Linked DNA regions of Mus musculus: region 1 is linked to region 2. Evidence: chromatin contacts called from public promoter capture Hi-C data. All regions are on one chromosome and are shown on one strand. Each heading gives the region's core, a stretch centred on a gene start, on an enhancer-like site or on the middle of the called end of the contact. The rest is flanking DNA. Distances are from core to core; before and after follow the strand shown. Region 1 holds the start of Ifi211 (interferon activated gene 211). Region 2 holds the start of Mndal (myeloid nuclear differentiation antigen like).

Region 1 (4,219 bases), core at 1,315-3,814, 33 kb after region 2:
TGCATGAAAGTCCAGTCCTGTAGAAGTAGAAATAGCAGGATCAGGAGCACATGACTGTTCTCAATTGTGAGAGTCTACTCCAAACATAAATGAAACACACACACACACACACACACACACACACACACACACACACACACACACACACACACACACACACCATGCATGCTAAGTATACATTAAAAGGTCATAAAGTAGAGTCTGCTGTGCAAGCCTTATGGCCTGAGATTAGATCCCTGGAACTTTTGTTTTTGTTCTTGTTTTGTTTTTTTGAGCATGGTTTCTCTGTGTAGTCCCAGCTGTCTTGGAACTCACTCTGTAGACCAGGCTGGCCTAGAACTCAGAAATTCGCCTGCCTCTGCTTCCCAAGTGCTGAGATTAAAGGCGTGCGCCACCACACCCAGCTACCTGGAACTTTTATAAAGAAACAACTCCCCAATGTTGTCCTGTGGTTTCCACATACATATTGCGATTTGTATATAATTTCTCACATCCTCCCCCAAAACACACATCAAGTATTCATTAGCCATTCAAAGGAATGAATTTCTGTCATTTGAAGTTTGATTGAATTTGACTGAAACTGGCCATAAGTATGTTAAGTAAAACACGGCATGTACAGGAAGAGAAACATCTCACGTTTCATTTATTTACAAAAATAAACTTTGTAGAAGAATGAAACGGGATAGTGGTCAGTAGGGATGACAAGAGGCAGCAGCACTGGAAAAATGAAGATGTTCAGTAAAGGACATCAAAACTCAGCACACGTCTCATCCCAAAATAGGAAATCCTAACACATACAACTATTGATTGTTGAAGACAAGGAAATGTTTGTTACTTGGACTAGACTACTACACATTATAAGTACAAATTGGCTTTATAATGTGCCATATAAAATCTTTAAGCTAGAAAAATTATTAAGTCATTTAAACTAAAAATGTAAAAGTATACAGCATTTAGAAGGCAGGGATTGGCAGAAATCTCTGAATTTGAGGCCATCCTGGACTACATAGTCATTTCTAAGCCAATCAATGCTACATAGTGGGACCTTGTCTAAAGAACAAAAACAAAATAGATCAAAACAAAACAAAAGCACAAAATGATACAATTTTTAAAGTGGTTTAGAAAAATACAATACCTTCGAATTGCTGACAAAATACTATTTGATGGATTTAAACATAGTAGAAAAATTTGATGCTGAAAGAGCAATTTAAAGACACCAAAATTCTCTGCTAATATAGGTAAGGACCATCCAAGAAACATCATAAAGCCTGGAGGCTCACTACTTAACAATGAAAGATTTCAACCCAAGAAAAGTGAAACAATTTTAATTATATAATTACCAAATAATAACAAATTTTAGTTTTACAACATTACTCCCAGGACATTAAATAGTACTATGTAGTAAAATACAAAATTAATTGTAGACATTTAAGAGGGTCATGGCAGTGGGTGTCTATGATTCAAGGCGCCAGAGTCTGAGGGAAAGACAGAAGCTGAGGCAGAGGCCAGAGGACTGTAAGTTTGAGGCTGGCCTCAGCTATGTGCCAAGTTATCGGAAACCAGGCTTGGATAATGAAATTATTCTTTAAACAGAACCATTAACAAGCAATAATATATATTTAAACAGGTATGATATTGTCTATGACTATGGTTTAAATTTTATGCATATCTCAACTACTAAAATTTAGGCAAAACAGGATAAAAAATTAGAAAAATTACAGAAGAAATTAGTAACAGTGAACAAGTTTAACTTTCCTCATGAGTATTCACCTCCAGCATGGCATGAAGAGGAGAGTATGACAAATATTGTCTCTAACATCTGATACAGAAGGGAGCTAAGAGGAGAGCTAAACATAAAAATGTCCACAATCTATTTAAATAACTGTATTAACAAAAGTGGGACATTTTTCTCTACAGGCTAATGTGAGTTATCAAGTTGTATATGAATCTCAGTTTTGTATATTCACAAAACTGGAAAGTGTGGTTTTCATTTAACATGATTTTAGTTATCAATATTTTTTGTTTCTGTCTTGTCTTTTACACAGTCCTTCACCACAAACACCTTACTCCCATGTCTTCTCTAGTGAAGATAAATGAAGAACAGTGATAAACACTAACTCATGAAAACTCATAGGAATAGAGGAGGCATCTTTATTCTGTCATCGGCTGTCTTCCTAGTGAAGCATCGGAAACCAGCTACAGCAGGTTTAATGCTGTGAGTGAAGCTGGCACCAGCCTTGGTCCTCCACCATTCAACACTGATTTTTTTCTATGGTCCTTTATATTTCACAGATAGATCTGATCACATGTTTAAGAAACAAACAGAACTCACCTTCCTGGATATTTCTGCAGTGATGTACAGATCCTGAGACCTTCACCGGGTCAAGAAGTGGCCTGCTTGGCTTGAGTAGGTAGGCAGATAAGTCAGTAAATGAGAAACTGAACAGTTGGGTGTAAAGGAAGAGGGTAGTGATTACAAAACTCTCAGAGTTGTTTCATTTCTTGAGCAGCACTGGCTGTCTCTCCCTGTGCTGTCTCCCTCGGGTGAGGAGTGCTGAAATAGCCAGGCCTACTCCCAGTTTCGTTCATAGCTTTCAATTTCCCTGGCTTTGGAAACATCTTAACTTCCTGTAAATACTGTGGTCACTATGAAAAAAAAATCACAGCTTAGTCAGGCTCACATTCTTTTCTGATGAATCTCACTAAATAAGAAAGTCCTAACCTTACAACTTTTGTAGCAAACGGATGTACACTAGCCACTAGACACAAAATTCACATACATGGTACAACCAGATCAAGGTGTTAAAACTAGCTGACCAGGGTTCTGCTCTACTTAGATAGGAGTCCTGGACAGCTAAGGTGGAGTTTTTATTGTAGTAAAGTACTCAAGGCCCAGGGAAGAGTCTAATACACTCAGGGTTTACAAGTATCAAGCCCTTTGGAAGCCAGAGAATTGTGGTTTTGAGGTCTTGCACAGACAGGCTGGTCTCCAGTTGAGCTGAGGTCTGAACTCCAAAGGGTGATAATTCAGCTACATGACACAGTAGGCATTCCCTTATGCTGCTGGAACTCTGGCTCCTGCCTAAGTTACCTCCCCCCACAGACCCCACAAGAGAAGCATGGGTAGAAGTCATGTAGGCAATGGCCCAAGCTTCTGACCTTCAGGCTAAACTCCTCCCCAGTTACCTAGCAACAGTAAAGACCATAAAAAGGGCTGTTCAGCTTCTGTTTGCTATCTTACTTGTCTCTTCTCTTACTCCTTTGTTCTCTTAACTCTCACTCTTCTCTCCTCTTTCCTTTCTCTTTGTCTTCTCCTCTCTTCTCTCTCTCTTACTCTTTCTCTCTAGCCTTCTCTCTCTCTCTCCCTCTCCCTCCCTCCCTTTTCTCTCTCTCCCTCCTCTCTCTCTCTTTTTCTAGCTTCTCTCTTATACCCCTGCATTTCTATAATAAAGCTCTAAAACCATAGAGTCTCTGCTCATCAAAATCTGCTACCCTCACTCTCGCAAGTTTTGGGAACCTCTCTTCTGCCATCCTTCTCTCCTATAACCATGGTGGCTTTAGCAAAGTAGCTCAAGGGATCCCAGGTAGGGCTGACCCTTGGCCACCCCCTGAAGAGTGGGTCAGAGGCTTGAATGCCCACCCAGGGCTGAGTGGAAAGTGTATGGCAGCTCTCCCACACCTGACAGACCAGAGAATAGGTAAAATTCTGGTGGGGTGTGGGTTTTCTCTTCCCCTGGGCCCCCTTTTTAGTTCCCAACAGCTTGTGGTTCTGGGATTTAACCACCAACTGCCAACAAGGTACTTGGAAGTTTTCATAATGAACTTCTGAAAGCAGCAGATGAAAGACAGTTTCAAACAGACAGTGCCTTTGTGACCCTGGGACCTCGAGAGTGGCTGGTGTCACAGCTGAGGTGTTATAGTTCTTGGCCCTTAAGGATTTGCAGCTGTCTGCAATGCTCCTGGTTGTCAGTCAATAGTACCTCAGTTTTCAGCTCTTCATAGCCATACTTGTCTTTATCTCTGACAGCTCTATGTCAGCTGGAGATACTGTCTGGATTTCTTCAGCTGCCTTTTCATCACACTGACCACTGTATGACTACCCCACTTCTAACACTCTATTTTCTCTCTTTTTAAAATTTTATTTAATCTTCTCTTTTTACACTCCATATTTTATCCCCCACCCGGCCCCTGGTTCACCCTCTGATTGTTCCCCACTCCA
Region 2 (4,611 bases), core at 2-2,501:
GCACACAAATCTGTACTTTTTTTAAAAAGATAAAAAGGAGAACCCACAGGTTTACAGTTAATATGACAGTGTAGTCACTACTGAGTAGGGTAAAAAGATCTGGAAAAATTTGGAAAGTTTGAGTAGTATAACTGAGAAACTTAGCAACACAGGTCTAATTCAGGTACAAATCTCAAATTGACATTTGAATTACAAAGTTTGAGTACACACGGAGTCCTATGCCAGAGGATACAGAAAGCCTTTAAAATATCCTAAAAGTAAACCAAGTGGACAACAGAAATGATTGTATGTAACTGACCTTCATACTCCCTATATTTTATGACAACAAAATAAAAACAAAAATAAATAAAATTTAGCCTATAAAAAGAATAACTTTCATGATGACAAAAAGTTTCTATCAGTGACTAAATACTATTCTTACTCCCTTTTTTGAAGGGGAGAGAAAGAAAGAGTTACATATGCATATTGAAACAGGAAGTATTTGAATAACTGTATTTGTGATTCTTAGGAACGTTGTACTGCACATGTCCACTAGTTCTCATGCTGTCTAATGTTAAAATAAGACCAGATGATGAAGCTACTTGTTCAAATGCATTTTTCACTGAATATTATATCACAGTAATTTTTTATATCACTAACCTGTCTTTTACTCAGTCCAGCCACCAGATTCCCCTGCACCGCCCAGCCCAGGCTACTGAAGCCTTCTTGTTTTCCATTTATTGACACTTATACTTAGAAAGCTAATTTTATAACCTGCACTAATCAAAGCTCATGTTTTCTTACCTCAAGCTCGAGGAATGGAGAAAGAAAGATGCTGTCATCATCCTGAATGCGGTATCAGAACCTGTTGCAGCAGGTTCACTGCCCTGCTGGCAGTTGAACAATCTGTGCTCTCCCCACCAGCCACTGGGAAGAACCACACTGATCCCCTATGTTCTTGTGGGTTTCATGGAGCTATCTCTTCTATATATAAAAGGGGAGAGACTTACCTCCGTGGAAATTTCTCAGCAATGTTCAGATGATAAATCTTCAGCAAGTCAGGAAATGGGGTTTCTCTGTTTTGAGTAGAAAGAGAAATGACTCAAAAAAGTACACCAGAATGCATTGCAATCTCATTAAATGCTGAGAAAATGTAGTATTTACAAAATAACAGGGAGGGGGGCAAGAGAACTGGTTAAAGTAAGTTTCTAGCTTTAGCAGGGCTGGATGCCTTACAGTGTGCTGTCTTCCTGGGGAGACTTAAGATGAAATTGGGCTCCTCCCAGCACTGTTCATAGCTTTCGATTTCCCCAGCTCTTAAAATAGAGCACTTTATTTCCTGTTATTAATGTAATTTCTAGAAAGAAGCACACACACACACACACACAAACACACACAGGAGAGAGAGAAATTGCAACACTGCATGTTTTATGTCCAGTAGACTTAAGGGTGGGTCACTAGGAATCACTCTCATCTGAAAGAAGATGAATCACAAGGAGATACAAGCAAGTCACTCAGCCACCTCACCCTTCTTTGTTTGCTCAGTATGAAAGTGGTCAGAGGGGAGCGCCTGAGAGTCTGTTGTTCCTTGGATTTGATGAAGCCTGCTAGCTCAGCTGTAATACTTTTGTTTCATGCCTGCCAGCTTGTTTGACACAAAAGCAGCTTGACTGTAGGCACAGCCAATATTGGGGAATGCCAGGGCCAGGAAGCCAGTGTGGGTTGGTTCGTGAGCAGATGGAGGGAGGAGGGGATAGGGAGTCTTCAGTGGGGAAACCAGGAAAGGGGATAACATCCTAAATGTAAATAAAGAAAACATCTAATAAAAAGAAAAAGAAAAAAAAGAAGATAAAAACATTTTAAAAATTAAAAGAAAAAGTTTGACTGAAAGAAAGGTCAATTTGACCATATTCTGAGGCTTCAACAGTCATCATCATCATCAGAAATTCCCAACCCATAGCCTTCACTCAGAGCAAAGAAAGATAGAGGACAGCTTGAAAAAAAAAAGACTTGGAAAAAGGTTGACCACCCTACAGCCCTCCCCTCACCCGCTTATGAGCTCATTATGATTTTCTGCCTATATTAACTGACCCTGGAAAATAGCTCTTGTATCTGAATTGAGCCCCTGTTCAATCAGTCTTGGGGTGTGTGTTCAATAAACCAGCCCTGTTTAACTGAGATCCGTTTCTGGGTGCTTTGTGCTGTGATCTGCAGACCACAACAGTACTTGCTTGAGCATTTCCTGAATAGGGAAATATGTGTGATGGATCACTTTTGGTTTAAGCACTTTCCAAAGCATCCATTCATTAATTCATTAGTGGTTCCTAGGCCATATTTTCCCAGAGCATAGTGTTATAAGAAACATACAACTTCAACCTCAGCTTAAAAAAAAAAAGTAATTGGGCGTAACTGCCCTCTATACTATAGCTTCACTGTCCTCTATAACTGATTAAGAAAATGACCCCTGAGATATTTTTAATGGGAAAAGACAGCAGATTGTGGGCTATGTAGTGCTAGCAGATGAAGCCTTGGAAACTCAAGGAAAAAAGCTGAACATCTGGTAGCTTCAGAGCTTAAAGCAGTGTTTGACTGACTGTTTCTTCCTTTGTAGGATAGTGGATGGTGTCTGTACTATTGTTATAGTGAGACATGGGGAAAAAGGACACCAACTACTACTGGATGCTTTATAGGAAGCTTTAAAATCAATATAGAAGCAGTGCAATTCCAGGGATACCATCACTCATCTGGCAGGGTCCACAGATTTACCTGGGTAGAAAATCATCGAGGTTTGCTTTCCAAGTGCTGGTGTTTGGCAGCTCTTGGAAACCCATGAAATTGGAAAGTGTCTTGTCTTCTTTTAACTTCTTCAAGTTCTTTTATTGTTTTAAAGTTTTCATTGTGCAAATCTTTTCCTTCTTTGGTCACTTTCATTCCAAGATATTGTATGTTTTTAGGATTTTAAAAATAGGATTGTTTACTTATTTTTATTCTTTATTTTTATTAGGTATTTTCTTCATTTACATTTCCAATGCTATTCCAAAAGCCCCCCATACCCTCCCCCCTCCCCACTCCTCTACCCACCTACTCCCACTTCTTGGCCCTGCCATTCCCCTGTACTGAGGCATATGAAGTTAAATTGGATTTTTATTTATTTACATTTCAAATATTATCCCCTTTTCCAGTTTCCCCTTGAGAAACTCCCTATCTACCCCTGACTTGACTCTCTCTGCTTCTATGAGGGCGCTCTCACCCACACACTCCTGCCTCCTCGCCCTGGCATTCCCCTACACTGGGGCATGTCAGTGAGATGGCTCAGTGGGTGAGGGTGCTTGTGGTCAAGCCTGATGACCTGGCTTAATTATCAGGATTCATAATAGAAGACGAGAACTCATTCCTGAAACTTGCCTTCCAACCTCAGTACTAGTTTCCTGACCTTTGTGATTCTTCTCAACACTCACAGACAAAATAAAATAAATACTGAAAAAGTAAAATTACTGAAACTAAATAGTTTAGACTGTTCCAGTGAACAAGTCTTTTCTTGGAAATCATCCTGGGATTTTATAGTGAGCCTAGCCTTTAATGACTGAACCATCTCTCCAGCCTTGGAAACCCCTCTGAATCTTTACCTGCATGTGGTCTTTATCTGCAGGGTATCTCTAGGAAAAATCAGTATCTTCCTAAGCACTAGTAGTAAGATAGCAGAATAGCTGAGATTTCTTAAGGTTCTCATACAAAGTATCAAAAAGGAAAAAAAAAACACAACAAAAGTAAACAGAACAGTCTGATTTCCATTGCAGGTTATGTAGGTACATCCAAGAGGCCTGAGACGAAAGGTTACCTGTGCTTCACTGTGACATTGGGGAACATTATTATAAGCCCACTCTATTTCACTTAATTTAACTTGTATTGAAAAATAAAGTTATTTTCATACAATATATTCTGATCAAAGTATATCTTCACCTATCTCCTCTCAGATAATTCTAACCTACCCACCCTGATATCTCTACATCTTTCACTTGATCAAAAAAACCAAAAAACAAAAAACAAAAAAACAAAACAAAACAAAACAAAAACCAGGCAATTTAAAAAGACAAAGCAACAAGAATAAAACAAAATAAACTAACAGTCAAAAAAGAAACAAAGAAATAGCAGAAGAAATAGATACACAGATATATAGACACATGTGTACACACCTGCACAAAAATGCACACACATGTACATAGACATATACACACATGCATACACACATGCACACATACATGTATATAATACACACACAGGTGCACAAATATATAAACACATGCCCACACACATACACACACATTCACGCACACATACATGTATATAATGCACACATATATACACCCATGTACACACATGTGCACACCTACATGCATACAAACACAACTCCTTTAAAAATGGCTCACATTGGCTCAGTGCACACCTCGATTCACTCTACTCCAAATCTCACAAAGGTTAAGCCACTACAGCATTTAGTTCTGGTGTGCTAGTTTGTATCCCACTGAGTTTACTTGTTGTGTAACCTAGTACACCAGCACAGCCAAAGACAGAAAAGATAACAAGTAAAAAGCCGTGACTGTATCCATGTACATGAAATTCTAAAATTATACA

The links. Promoter capture Hi-C pulls out the DNA fragments that hold promoters and counts their contacts.
Region 1: a contact with region 2 is called in a promoter capture Hi-C map of macrophages, with 11 read pairs. The contact joins the promoter of Ifi211 here to the promoter of Mndal in region 2. A contact is called at or near these places in 1 of 39 promoter capture datasets (macrophages), 1 of 484 Hi-C or Micro-C datasets (B cells), 2 of 115 datasets of contacts at active chromatin or transcription factors (heart atrium and memory CD8 T cells) and 1 of 9 other capture datasets (adipose tissue).

Annotation. Positions count from the first base shown.
Region 1 is chr1:173,910,482-173,914,700 of GRCm38.p6, forward strand. Ifi211 (interferon activated gene 211) reads right to left here and starts at 2,565. Exons shown (of 7, transcript NM_001033450.4): 1 at 2,333-2,565.
Region 2 is chr1:173,878,936-173,883,546 of GRCm38.p6, forward strand. Mndal (myeloid nuclear differentiation antigen like) reads right to left here and starts at 1,252. Exons shown (of 10, transcript NM_001170853.1): 1 at 1,216-1,252; 2 at 990-1,055.